3 separate regions of the Mus musculus genome follow, and regions 1 and 3 are each linked to region 2. Evidence: chromatin contacts called from public promoter capture Hi-C data. All regions are on one chromosome and are shown on one strand. The core of a region is the stretch at or near the end of the contact, and the rest is flanking DNA. Distances in the headings are between cores, read along the strand shown.

What was found. Promoter capture Hi-C pulls out the DNA fragments that hold promoters and counts their contacts.
Region 1: a promoter capture Hi-C map of erythroid cells shows a contact between it and region 2, with 13 times the contacts expected there. The contact joins the promoter of Ftx here to the promoter of Abcb7 in region 2. A contact is called at or near these places in 2 of 39 promoter capture datasets (erythroid cells and pre-B cells).
Region 3: a promoter capture Hi-C map of pre-B cells shows a contact between it and region 2, with 2.3 times the contacts expected there. The contact joins the promoter of Jpx here to the promoter of Abcb7 in region 2. A contact is called at or near these places in 2 of 39 promoter capture datasets (erythroid cells and pre-B cells).

What each region holds. Positions count from the first base shown.
Region 1 is chrX:103,620,514-103,625,114 of GRCm38.p6, reverse strand. It overlaps Ftx (Ftx transcript, Xist regulator (non-protein coding)), which reads left to right and starts at 1,361. Exons shown (of 11, transcript NR_028381.1): 1 at 1,361-1,568.
Region 2 is chrX:104,411,845-104,416,132 of GRCm38.p6, reverse strand. Abcb7 (ATP-binding cassette, sub-family B (MDR/TAP), member 7) reads left to right here and starts at 2,287. Exons shown (of 16, transcript NM_009592.1): 1 at 2,287-2,476. The coding sequence starts at 2,309.
Region 3 is chrX:103,491,895-103,496,514 of GRCm38.p6, reverse strand. It overlaps Jpx (Jpx transcript, Xist activator (non-protein coding)), which reads right to left and starts at 2,957. Exons shown (of 3, transcript NR_015508.3): 1 at 2,815-2,957; 2 at 1-77.

The DNA.
Region 1 (4,601 bases), core at 112-2,611, 790 kb after region 2:
CAGAAGAATGCATCAGAGTCCTTTACAGATGGTTGTGAGTCACCAAGTGGTTGCTGGGAATTGAACTCAGGACCTCTGGAAGAGCAGTCAGTGCTTTTGACGTCTGAGCCATCTCTCCAGACCTAGTTTGGAGCTTGTAAGTACAGCCTGTTAATTCTGCATGAGTACAACTTTGTTCGAGATGTGAGCTAACACTTTTGTAGTGAACTCCAGGTAAACTTAGCTTAAAGGCTTCTTTCATTGCTCAAATTGGGCTGAAAAGAGCTTTTCCATCACACTCCCTTCCCCCTCAAAGAAAAAGCTCTTTCAGAAACCAGGGAGGGAATTGTCAAAGTGGGGATGTCTTACTAAAGCTGAAACATCAGAGGGGTTTTTTATGCATGTTACCTATATGTCCATTAGGTGTCGCAATATATCCAATGGCCCTGCCTTCTACTTCTATTCTGCTCATGATATTGTTTCAGATGCAGGCATGGGACTGCTTTTCCTTTTCTCCTCCTCCTCCTCCTCCTCGACCTCCTTCCCTTCTTCCTCCTCCTTTTTTCTTCTTTGTCTTCCTCCTCCCCTCCCCCACTCTTTTTTACTTGTATGGTTCTGGTGCTTTGATGCTCTACATGAAAATTCACAATTCAATGCAATGATAGATAGACAGGCAGGAGCCAGTCGGATGATCTCTCAAGATCCAGGGCTGAATAAGAAGGGGGAGTGGATCTTAAGGAGACCCTTAAAACTCAAGATTCTCCACAGGAAACAACATGCTGAGAGTGAAAATAGCCTGCCCCAAGAGTTCTGGTTCCAGGTATTAGAAAAAGACTTTTTCTTCAGGCTTTGTAACTTGGGCCCACAATTAAATCTACATACGTATATTTCCATTCCCCCAACCCCCCGGATCGGTGGAGGCTATTTTTTTTTCCTTCAGGATCTTTTGTGGTCCAAGCTGACCTAGAATTTGTCATGGAGGTGAGGTTGTCTATAAATCGCTGGAATTACAGGCACTTATCACCATGCCAGTGGTTGGTTGGTTGGTTTGTTAGTTTGTTTGTTTTCGAAACACTTGGAATATTGGGTACATCAGGAAATATGAGGGGGCCTAGCAGAGCTCCAGAGAAGCAGAGAAGGTCAAGAATTGTAGGGTGAGCCAGAAAGGGAATAATAACAGTAGTGAGATGTGATGGTAAATTAAAAAGGATGGGGACTTATTGATTAGAAAAGGGGCTGAGGAAAGGATGGGTGGTGGACGCCGGTATGAGCAGAGGTAGGAAAAGAAGTGTGGGCTAGGGACCTGAGTACTGGACTCAGTGGGCTGCTGTAAGTTGTAGAGGGGCGCTCTGAGGAGAGGGAGGAGCGCGGCGCATGCGTTGCAGCACAGCGCAGCGCTCCTGGAGAGGCTGTGGGTTCGTGGCATCCGCGCCGCGGCCGCAAGTATAGCAGGTTTCGTACCTGGTGTTCATCGCCGTTAAGTCATCGCTGCTGCCACCCAGGCACGGCTCTCTATGCCGCCGCTCCCTCCACCCTCTAGGCACTGCCTGCCGTAAGAATTTTAACTGCGACACTCGCTTCAGCAGGAGGTAAAGGAACGACGAAGGACGAAAATGTAACATGGAGGGCGGAGGAGGGAACTTGTGTCAGGGAGATCCTTAATTTGTGCATTTTCTCCTTTGAGGGGAGGGAGAACTGGAGGCCAGTACGAATCCCCAGCCCTCCAAAAGGATGTTGCGCATTACTTAATATTATGAAAGATTTTTAGACTTCTCTAAGCAGGTTTAAGGCACCTGAGCATCACTGTTTTGTTTGACATCTATTTAAAACAAAACAAAAAAAACTTTCGAGTTCTTCATTTGTTAAGGGTGAATCAAATGGATGAGTCTTTAGGATTAGGCTTCATCCGCTTTTTGTTTTCCTTGGGGGTGAGTGAATGTAGTTTGAGACTGACAGCAGCAGGCCTCGAACTCGCGGCCGTTCTCCTGCTTAAACTGGGATTACAGGCGTAAATCACCACGCCGGACTCTGATTCAGTGGTTTTAGGTTGGAGGGTTTTTAACTGTATTAAGGAATCCGTCTACCAAGTAGCCTCTCCCTTAGGCTGCTGACGGATTCCATCTGGGTTTGGGATATGCTTTATCGCCTACGACGTTTTTTTAATTCCATGTGTAACTTAGTTTATCACAGTTAATCCTGTTAAGGATTGTTGTTAATGATATGGTTTAGACACTGGGGCATAACTTTGGCGAGAAACACGTGCAGATGCACCCGGCATGAATATATATACATATATATGCGCATATATGTATATATATTCTTCACAGAGTTATCTCACCAGAGTAGCAGAACGCAGTGGCCACAGAGATTATATATATAATATATATAATATATATATATACACATATACGTATATATATTATATATATAATCATACACGAGAAGGGAGAATAGTAAAGATAGGCGCGCTTTGCGTGGATGCCAAAAGAGGAACCATATCACCAGGTGGTGGCGCTCAAGTACCCTTGAGAAAGCGTGACATGATGGGTAGGACTCTGCTGGCACGGGAGATCGTGGCCCCTTAGGCGAGGGTGGGGCAGAGAGGAGAGAAGGTGAAATCACGCATGCTCACTGCAAGCAGAAGGCCTCTGCGCGGGAATGAAAGTGCGCATGCGTAAGAGGGAGCATGTTGGCCGTTTAACACTAGGTATCGAGAACTGCGCGTGCGTGTTGCCAGTGGCTTGGCTGGGAGGGAGGGAGGGAGACGCGGAACGTTCTGGTAATTATGATTGCGAAATAGCGAGGGGTTCGGTAAGTTGTCCTTCGCTCAAATCGCCATTTTAGTCTGGGAGTACACTTAGAGAGGCAGTTCTACCATTCTAGTTGTTGAAGAGATTAGTCTGAGTGGAGGGTGTGACCAAACCCACTGGAAAAGAAAAAATCATTCCAGAATCTTAGTCTCTCCCTGGTCAGTCTGATAATGGGATTTTAAAATACAGAGGCAATAGTGAGGCTGCGAAAGATTGCTTCCGCAGCATGTTGCGCTTCTAGTCCAACCACATTCAGACAAAGCCTATGCAAAAGATCCTGGCCGAGCTTGGCTCTCCGCAGACTCATATCACCAGAGTAGCAGAACGTTGTGACCACAGCGAAGTGCGTTAAAAACCCTTGGGTTTTTCTCCCCTACAGAACATAGGGCAGAGGATTTCACTGTGTTTCTAAGTGCTTCTACATTGGTTGAAACCTAAGATCTGAGCAAACCACCTCCTGAAACTCTGATATGCAGAGTCATGTCATTGTCATTACCCTGAAAAGTAAAGGCAGTGGTGATAGGAAAGTGTCCCGGGGCTTACGTCTTCCCCTCCACCCCAAACACACACACCTTTCTCTTCTGTGGAACTTTCTGCATCATTTGGTCTGAGGTAGAAGTGGGAGATTGGAGGTTGGTTGTTTGCTTTTCTTTGGCTGCAGAACTGTTGTGCCTTTGAGGATTGCTAGTGAAAATCTATAGTAGTTAATTGCTTAAAACTAGTAATTTAGCATTTAGATATAGGAAAGGGTACAGAAGTTTAAAATGTCTTTTCTATTCTGCCAATCTTTTGCTGTTACAGTTTCATTCTCTGGGCCCGTTTATCAACTAATTCATATACAGGTCTATAGTACTTACTATCACAAGAGACCAGCATAAAGGTTTTACATAATGCGCTAACATTAACTTATTTCGTAGCCCCCACAATCCTATGGACTAGATAAACTATTACTCATTTTATTAAAAATGAGAACTTTGAGAACACATTAATTTGTCTAAGGTTTTATAGCCCATTGGATGGGCAAGGTATTTCTCCAGGTTTTATTGCTGCATAATTCTGTGTTCTTAGACATGCCTTATCCCTTATATTGAAGGGACACAGTTAAGAGTTCTTTCAATTTTTGTCTGAAACCATAAACCTTAAGGAAAGCATTAAGAAAAGAGACAGTTGTCTGTTTTTTACCCCAGTGCATAGTATTTGGTTACCCAAATGGAAGAGAACAGTGCATTGTTGCTGTGGAACCCGTGGGGGTGGCTCTCCTTAATGTTCAGTTGTCTTCTGTATTTTTTGTTCTGCAGAGGGTATAAAATGGCCGACTGCAAGATGCTGGACACACTCTTTTTTTTTAATATTTTTTATTACATATTTTCCTCAATTACATTTCCAATGCTATCCCAAAAGTCCCCCATACCCTCCCCCCCACTTCCCTACCCACCCATCCCCATTTTTTTGGCCCTGGCGTTCCCCTGTACTGGGGCATATAAAGTTTGCGTGTCCAATGGGCCTCTCTTTCCAGTGATGGCCGACTAGGCCATCTTTTGATACATATGCAGCTAGAGTCAAGAGCTCCGGGGTACTGGTTAGTTCATAATGTTGTTGCACCTATAGGGTTGCAGATCCCTTTAGCTCCTTGGCTACTTTCTCTAGCTCCTCCATGGACACACTCTTGTTTTTGCTTGATTAGTAGGTCCAAGGCAATCACACTTGCTTCAGACAGATTCGTTTTGGAAAACCTTTTATTGATAACGTCTTATGTTAACTCATAAAGATTGACTTTTGTTGGTAATATAAGAAAAATATTAGTTAAAATTA
Region 2 (4,288 bases), core at 1,038-3,537:
GGTGGAAATAGGGGAACATTTGCAGGGGAGGGAATGGGACAGTGGGGGATTAGAGCAAACTACATTATATGTATGTATTTATGAAATTCTCAATAAAGAAGAGGGAAAAACAGTGTCAAGTCAATTTGTGTGTTTGTCAAGTCAATTCCTGTATTTTTTTCTCATTTCATTTCAGAAGAAAAATTAATTTCTTATCACCTTAAAAAATAAATCTTTAAGCTGGGCGTGGTGGCGCATGTCTTTAATCCCAGCACTTGGGAGGCAGAGGCAGGCTGATTTCTGAGTTTGAGGCCAGCCTGGTCTACAGAGTGAGTTCCAGGACAGCCAGGACTACACAGAGAAACCCCGTCTAGAAAAAAACAAAACAAAACAAAATCTTTAAAGACCTCAATAATGTTGCTTTATGTCAATAGTACCTATTGGTATTTCTAGTAAAAGCCCAGATTTTGAGAAATTATCTATAGTATCAGATGTGGGTATTTCATAAATTTAAAATCTTCTTCTGATTGAAATATAGGATTCTACATGGCTTCTTGAAATTTTCATTTAGTTTTATGTTTAAGAAGTAGGCAATGGGGGCTGGAGACTTGGTTTAGCAATTAGGGGCACACTGCTAAATGTGATCTTGCTAAATGTGATCTTTGTTCTTGCAAAGGATCTGGGTTCAATTCCTATTCATACAGATGGTAACTCATGACTAATTATAGGGCCACTGAACCTTTTTCTAATCCAACACTTCCAACTCTTAAGCCAAATACTGTTAATCCAGCATAGTTTGATGGATATACAAGTATGATCATTTTACTCTCCTGATTAAGGCATTCAATAGCTGCAGCACACAGCATTAATTTCTTAAGACAAAATTGCCATCAAGAGTTTCTGTTCACCCTGTTCCATCTCCTACTATTTTGCCATCAAGAGTTTCTGTTCACCCTGTTCCATCTCCTACTATTTTGCCATACACTTTCTGGACTCCTGAGCCTGAAAGTTTTCTTATGAATTCCTTCTTTTCATATAGCCATCTTCTTTACATGTATGGAGGGATAGTCAGCCTCTTTAATCTGAAATTCTAATTATCTTCTTCCCCAGAAACCTGGTGAGTGATATGGATCTCAGAAGAAAGTGAAGCTAGCTGCATGGGCCATATATATCTTTTGTCTTTTGTCATGACATCTCTCATTAGTTTATAATGCTTCTACAGAATTAATTCAAGATTACTTACCTGCCTTGTGTAAAAGGTTTGAAAATGAGCCTGGTGTAGTTATGCCTGCTTTTAATTCCAGCAATCCAGAGGCAAGGACAGGGGGACATTGGAATTTGAGGCTAGCCTGGTTTGCATAGCAAGTTCCAAGTTCCACAGTAGCCAGGCCTTTATAAAGAGAAGGGAGAGAGAGAGAGAGAAAGAGAGAGAGTGGGAGAGAGAGAGGGAGAGAGAGAGAGAGAGAGAAGTGTTTAAGGAGAGATTTTTGAGAATGCATTAATGAAATTGTACCTTCTTGACTCCAGGTTTTCAAGTAGCATTTATATTTGGAAATTGTTTCCCACCCAGATACTTGTAAACATATTTCCATGGTATTTGGTTTGATTATAGTGCTGACAAAATAATACAAATGTGTCTTTAAATATGCAGTTTACTATATAACATGTTCACTTACCATCCACCTAGCAGTTTTTAAATAAGGGACTCTGAAGAAACCAAAGGGAAGAGCTACAAGGAGGCAAATTAATGGAATGAAATATGTGTGTACCCCGAGAGCTCCTTGTCCCAACAGCAAAAGACCAAAGGCAAATCAGGAAAATAAAAGGTTTTACAATGAAGGCGGCGACTCTCACTTGTGAAGCCTTCTCCAGGGGAAAACTTGTCTGTACTTTAATCCTCAACGTTAATGCACAGGGAGAATGAGAGTTATGCAGAGTGGAGCATGGCATTGAGTTGGAGACAAGAAAGGAATCGAATGGCAGACAAGATAGGGTTGTCATATTTACCAAAGCAACACTTGGGACATAATTATCCCAATCATTTGTTTTTTATCTGAAATAACATTTAAGTGGGTAATCCTGTATTTTATCTGGCAACGCTAAGAGAGAAGAACAATGGTAGTCTGATGGTCTGGGCTGTGCAAGAAAAAGCCCGAGTCACTGGGGGGAAAAAGAGTAAAGCTCTACTTAAGCACAAGCATCTTCAGACACAAGCTATTTCCGGTGTCGGGCGCGAGCGGGGGGAGGGGAGAAAGCAATGAAAGCCGCGGCACTCAGTCCGCCGGCGTCCCACAATCCTCCTCTCTCGGTTCCTTTTTCCTCGCTCAAGATGGCGCTGCTCGCGATACATTCCTGGCGCTGGGCAGCCGCGGCGGTCGCTTTCGAAAAGCACAAGCATTCGGCAGTTCTGACCCGGGCTCTAGTCTCCATGTGCGGCTCAGGCCCGCGATGGAGTTCGTCCCAGCGCGGCGCGTCAGGAAGCGCTCGGCTGTCCCAGGTGTGTGGCCGCGCGCTTGGGAGAGCAGGGTGAAGGACAGGGGAACCTGGTAGGGAAAGGGTTGCCCTTGTGACCTCAGGTCAGAGGGAGCGCGCCTAAGGAAGATTGTCAGGGCGAGCTCAAGAGTGGCGGCGAGGGTAGGAAGTTAGGGTTAGGAATTGGAGGCGGAGAGGAAGAACACGTTTGGGGACAGCAGAGAGCCGGGAGGTTTCAGGCACGGGGCACCTGCAGTGCCGGCGTCCTGTAGGGCTTTGCCGCTTGTTTTCTAAGTGGGTGGCAGACGGGGCTGCTTCCAAAAGTTCCTCGTGGAATTTGGTGCTGAGCGGCCCGTGCTTCAGAGTGTACTAAAGCGGGAGTATGCAATTGCGAGTGCACTTCAACAGGACAGAACGCCACCTATAAACAAGTAGCACATTTAATTGGTACGTTAACTCCCTCAACTGACAGGCGAGCTCCCTCGGAGGCAAAAACCATAATTATCCTTTTCTCCAAAATGTACACTGCTCGAAGACAGACGCTTTGTTATCTTTTGCTATGACTATTCAATTACGTTCTTTGTGCATTCCCTTAGTGTGGCAGTGATTATGCTACCTTGGAATATTGGCTACCATTAGCTCATTCAATAAGAGTTTGTTTTAAAAAATCGTCTGTGGTACTTGTACTTCAGTTTGTGGTTTTTTTTCCTCATATATTGGCAATATTTTAATTGCCACCACGTGTTCGTCAGTATAACCTTAACATACTGTCATTTTTGTTTGGAAAGCAGTTTCTTAAATTATGACTCCCTGTCAACAAATATTTAATGTCTACTACTACTATAATCATAAACACTGTTTAGATAACAGAAGTCAAGAGAAGCATACAGTTAGGCCTTCAAGGGTTGAGGTTTGGTTTGGTTTTTACAGACAAGGTCTTGTTTTGTAGTCTCGTTAGGCCTTGAGTGTGTGATCCTCCTGCTTCAGCCTACCGAGTACTGGGATGACAGGCATAAAGTGACAAGGATTGTACAATTTTTAAAATTGAAAAATATTTGAAATCGACAAATAATTGTGTATATTTGTGGAGTGTGGTGTGATATTTAATACATGGATGTAAGTGATCAGTTTAGAGTAATTGGCATAGTTTGCATCCTGAACACTTGTTATTAGTATAGAGAATAATATTTTAGAGATGGAAAGAGTCTGTACTATAATGCTATGGAATGTCAGTGATTAGATCAGCACTTTTTTTTTTCTTTTAGGTGAAATAAAGTAATATAGAAAAGAAACTCTAGGTTTTTCGGATATTAAGGGATGAATAGTTTTGTGAACTTTTGTTCACATATTCCCTATAATGTGATTACTGAGATGGGCTATGAAATGTATTTTTTTTTTTGCATTATGCTCTAGATTCATAGCCACTCGCTTGTTGCGGCCATTAAAATTAAAAAAAAAAAATAGTTTCTTCGGCCTATTAGCCACATTCCAGGTTTTTAATAGCCAGGTGTGGCTGGGATGTGTTGACAACATAGCTAAAGCTGTTGAACAATATGATTTTAAAGAATATGATATCTAGCCCTTCTAATTTTGCAGATGAGGAAACTAAGCCACAAAAATTGATAAATGAAAGCCTTCAAGGCTATTCATTCATTTATTGCTTTCTTTGTGTCAGGTACTTATGAAATAATACTCTCGTAGTCACCAAGGACACAGCAAATGCTGACTTGTACTAATAATGACGAATACTATTAATGGTGGGAAACACCTTAAGTATAAAAATTATTGTTAAAACCAGAGGATTTTTATATACCTTTAAAACTGTATAGTTCCTTAT
Region 3 (4,620 bases), core at 1,708-4,207, 920 kb after region 2:
CGTATTCCTCCATGGTTTCTTCTTCAAGTCCCTGCTTGAGTTTCTGCTCTGACTTCCTTCAGTGGTGGATTAATGATCTGGAAGTACAAGCCAAATAAATCCTTTCTTCCTCTACTTTGCCTTTGGTCAGTGTGTTATATGACAATAGAAAGAAAAGTAAAACAAAACAATAAAGACAACACAGTTTAAAATTAAAAAATCCAGCATGTATTAGTATCAGACTTAAATACGTACTGAATGTTGGAATTATTAAACTGAAATATTTGCCTGTTTTTCAGTGTCAGTTCAATGGCTGAAAGTCAATTAATAGCCATAAGTTTGATGGATCAAGTCTGAAGCAGAAAGATTGGGAATTCCAGGCCAGCCTAATCCACATAGCAAGACCCTGTCTCAAAAACACAAGAAAGAAATTGATATGAACACAGTCTCAGAGCCCTTGGTGTTACCCGAAGGGTGGAGCAGCAGGATATTTTTCTCCTGAGCCTTACAAAGGTCATATTGGGGGAGTCACATGTCCAGTCACATACTGGAGCCTAACCTGCTGGGTTTCTTGCCTTCAAATCTCCATAGAACTTAAGTGATGGTATTGTTACATCTCAGAAAGGTCAGATTCATCACTGATGTCCTGATAACCCTCTCGTTGGGACCACACATATGGTCTTTTCTCATAATTGGCTGACTGACTTTCAGTAGCTGAATCAAAGTCCTGAACCACTGCTGTGCAGAAAGATCCATCGGCACAGTAACGTTTTTTACACAAGTGGAAATAACATTCTAAATTTGAGTCTCGGGCGCTATATTGTTTACTCTTCAAAAGTACCATCAGTGTCCCAAAGAATATAGCATTCCCAAGATTCAAATATGTGACTTCCTTTGCCTGCATGCAGAACCATTTAAAGTGACTTATAGTGTAGCCGCCCGCGTAATGCCCTGTTCAAAGCTTCCTTTGTTTATGCAGTGGCAACAGTTGCCCTGTATCTATAATTAATAAAGATTAATTGCTAATATGGACTATTCTGGTCTTAGTAAGATCCTATGCAAATAGAAATTATTACTTTTAGTTTTGTTTTTATTTATTAAAATTTTAAATGAGATTTATTTCATTTTGTGTTTGTGCATCACGTGTCTGGTACCCAAGGAGGTCAGAAGAGGATTTGGACCACCTGGGACTTGAGTTACAAAATATTGAGAACTCCCATGCAAGATACCAGCCATGTTAGATCCTCATGTCACAAAAAAATTAAGTGGAGAAGCTGAGCTTATAATCCTAGCTATTTGGGAGGCAGAGGCAGAAAAATCAAGACCAGCCTGGGTTATTACACATAAAGTAAGAGAGACAAGCTGGGCATGGTGGTACAAGCTTGTAATCCCAAAGCTTGGCAGCTAGAAATGGGTAGTGAGGGTCGTGGACAGCCTCAACTACAGAAGACTTCATTAAGGGGCTCAAAAAGTGGGCTTACGACCGCCTGTAACTCGAGTTCCACAGGATTCTATGGCTTCTTCTGGCTTCCATAACTGTACTCATGTGCACATTCCTACACACACAATTAGAAGCAAATCTTAAAGTGGGAACAGATCTAGATATAGTTCAGTGGTAGTGTGACTGTCTAGCACCACAGTGTCCTAGGTTCCACAACCAATACTGGGGGGAAAGGGGGAAATAAGCACAATTACTAAACTAAAAATGATGCTTAATCTACGGGATGACAAAAGAGTGAGCCGCAACTGTGGAGAAATATGGCAAAACGTCAACTCTAATATTAGGGTTTCATTTTATTCTCTGTGTTTGCATTTGTGTTAAATAGGTCATAATATATAAAGCTGCCGAAATGTTTTAAAAATAGCAAACATTCCTTTGTCACCCTCATACATATATGAAAAAAATGAGATCATATTATCCTACAACTTGTTTTTAATGTAACAAGCTATCATATCATCTTTTACACCAAAGAGCCAAAATATACAGACTTTTAAAACATCCTCCTATTAATGGATACACAGGTTGTTTCTTATCACTTGCCACAAGAAAAGAGCTGCATAGACATCCTCTTTTAGGTATCCTTATTTATATACTGATGCTTCTCTTTCTGAAGGATTGAGCCGTGAAAGTCAGACTACTGAGTTCCAGATATTGGAACTTGGTACTCCATATATATTTTTATTTTTCTAAATATAGCTACATCAATGCTTCCAAATGGTTGCAACAATTCATACTTTATTCAGCAATGCCTAGCTAAGGTACTGAAATGTCTTTTTGACCAAGTAAGCATCTAACAAAAGAACACAGATCACCCTATAAGGCCCTATTATAACAGATGCTCCCAGACCACAAATTTAGTAACATACTCTGGTCCTCATTTGGAGTACATAAAAAGGGCATAGGGCAAAAAGCGTTATTATACCATAATTAATGTTACCAATAAGCTAGTTTTATCAACTACTAAGTGTTGATGAGAAAGAACTGAGGCCGTTTTTCGAGGCCTCTGGGGAGCTAGAATAAACACTCCATTTTGGAGACACTCACTATCCGTCAAACCCCAATTAGACAAAGGAAAACAAAAGGAAACCTCAAAACACGATCTCTCCTAGGAATGAGCCTCCCCAGCCTGACAGGTTCATCCGTGGAGGTCCGGTGATGTGGGCACTGATCACTCATCTATTGTGGGCGGAATAGGGGAGAAATCCGGAGTGCCAGCCGCCGACTACTCGTCCCGCTCGGCAGACCATGCGGTCGGAGTGGTGACCGCTGCGGCGGGTCGGCGTGGTGACCGCTACGGCGGCCATCTCTCTGACAGCGCGAGACCCGGCACTCACCAGGGCATGTTCATTAATTGGCCAGTTTCTCCACTCTCCTTATTAAGTCATCCTCTAGCTGCCTGGCTAATCCCGGGAAGGACGTATACATGTGGACGCCGCCATTTTATAAGTTACAGAAGCCTGGTGGTGCCGTGGGGGGGGGGGGGGGTCGGGCGGGCGGAGAGCATGCGTCACAGCCGAACAGTCCCTGTGCCGCGCGGCGCCGCGCTGTCAGGCTGTCCCTAAATGGCTGCTCCAGCAACGTGACCGGGACTGTCCGCGGTCGCTTCCGCAGATGACTGAGCGCTTGCGGTTCCTCTCCCGGCTGCCTCTGTTAGCATCTTTCACGTGCTCCCGCGTTTCTTGCCCGTCTTTAATTTGTTCTCTTGCCACCCCCTCACCCCCCACCCCCCACCCCCCACCCCCCCCCTACCCCCACCGAAATTCCTTTTTCTTTTTTGTTTCTATAGAAGACCAGCTTGTGTTTTGCTCCCGAGATCTCTTTCGGAGCCCCTTCTGTGTTTTTAGCTGCCAGCATTGCTGTAGCTGCTATAACTGCAATCTACATGTCACAGAGGCTAGGTGGCAAAGTAAACCACAGGCCTGGGTATGTCCCCTAGTTTTTGATAAAGACAGAATTATACCTTGTCCTATTCCTATTGGACACCTCACAGGGCCGAAGCTGACAATAACTCCTTTGGCTTTTGGATGTTCACACCAATACTGGTTACCACACAAATTAGAAAAGGATCTTGGGTTATCAATAAAGGCAGAGAACTACACTTCCATTTAAAAAAGAAAGAAAAAAGTTCTCATTTTACCTATTGCACCACGAGGCACAGGGGCAGAAGCGAGTGCTCAGTGGTTAACAGTGCTTAATGCTCTAGCAAAGGATGCAGGTTCAGTCCCCGGCACATACTTCTCTCTACACAGATCTCTCTACACAGGCAAACATGTATACACACACACACACACACACACACACACACACACACACACGAAGTAAATGCATGTGTGTGTGTGTATTTAAGTAAAACCATGTTGGAAAGTTGCCGAAGGGGCCTCAGTGAATATCTGCTTGAGGAAGGCTTTGCTAAGGCAACCTGGGACAGCTGTCATGGAGCCGAGGGCTGTCCTCTCTCCAGAAGGTAGCACATTTTCCCTTACACTGGTTTCCCTCTTTCCCAAGACAGCAAAGCCCTGGCTTCTTTTCATTCCATTACAGGCAGTTCTTTCCTGTGCGAGCTCTCCTCAGCTGTAGCCAGAATTTGCCTGTTTGGAATCCTTTCTTCCTCCTAGAGTTTCTCTGAGATGGCAAGTTTGTGAAAATTATTACACACACACACACACACACACACACACACCCATGGCCAAGACAATCAATTTGATATGCTCCTGTGACTATAACCACTTTATTGCCCCCCCCATTTAAATTTTTAATCTAGATTCCCTTCCCCCTCTCTCCATGTGCTCATGGCCAGCCTCTAGTTCTCTACTCTCTCTTTCTCTCTCTCTGCCTTTCCCTGCCTCTGCTACCCTCTTAACTCCCCTCCCCATGCCCTGAATAAACTCTATTCTATACTAAAAAATAAAATTAATCTAAATATAATTACATATTCTCCCCCATTCCCTTCTCCAATTCCTCCTATGTTATTCCTCGCCACTACACACACACACACACACACACACACACACACACATTGCCTCTCAAATTTCTGGCTTTTTGTATATATGTGATTTTTCTCTGGGTGCGTATTTGGTTTCTACTTATCTTTGTTGTTGAACACCCCAAAAGCAGGGCTGGAGAGTTGGCTTGGTGTGTAA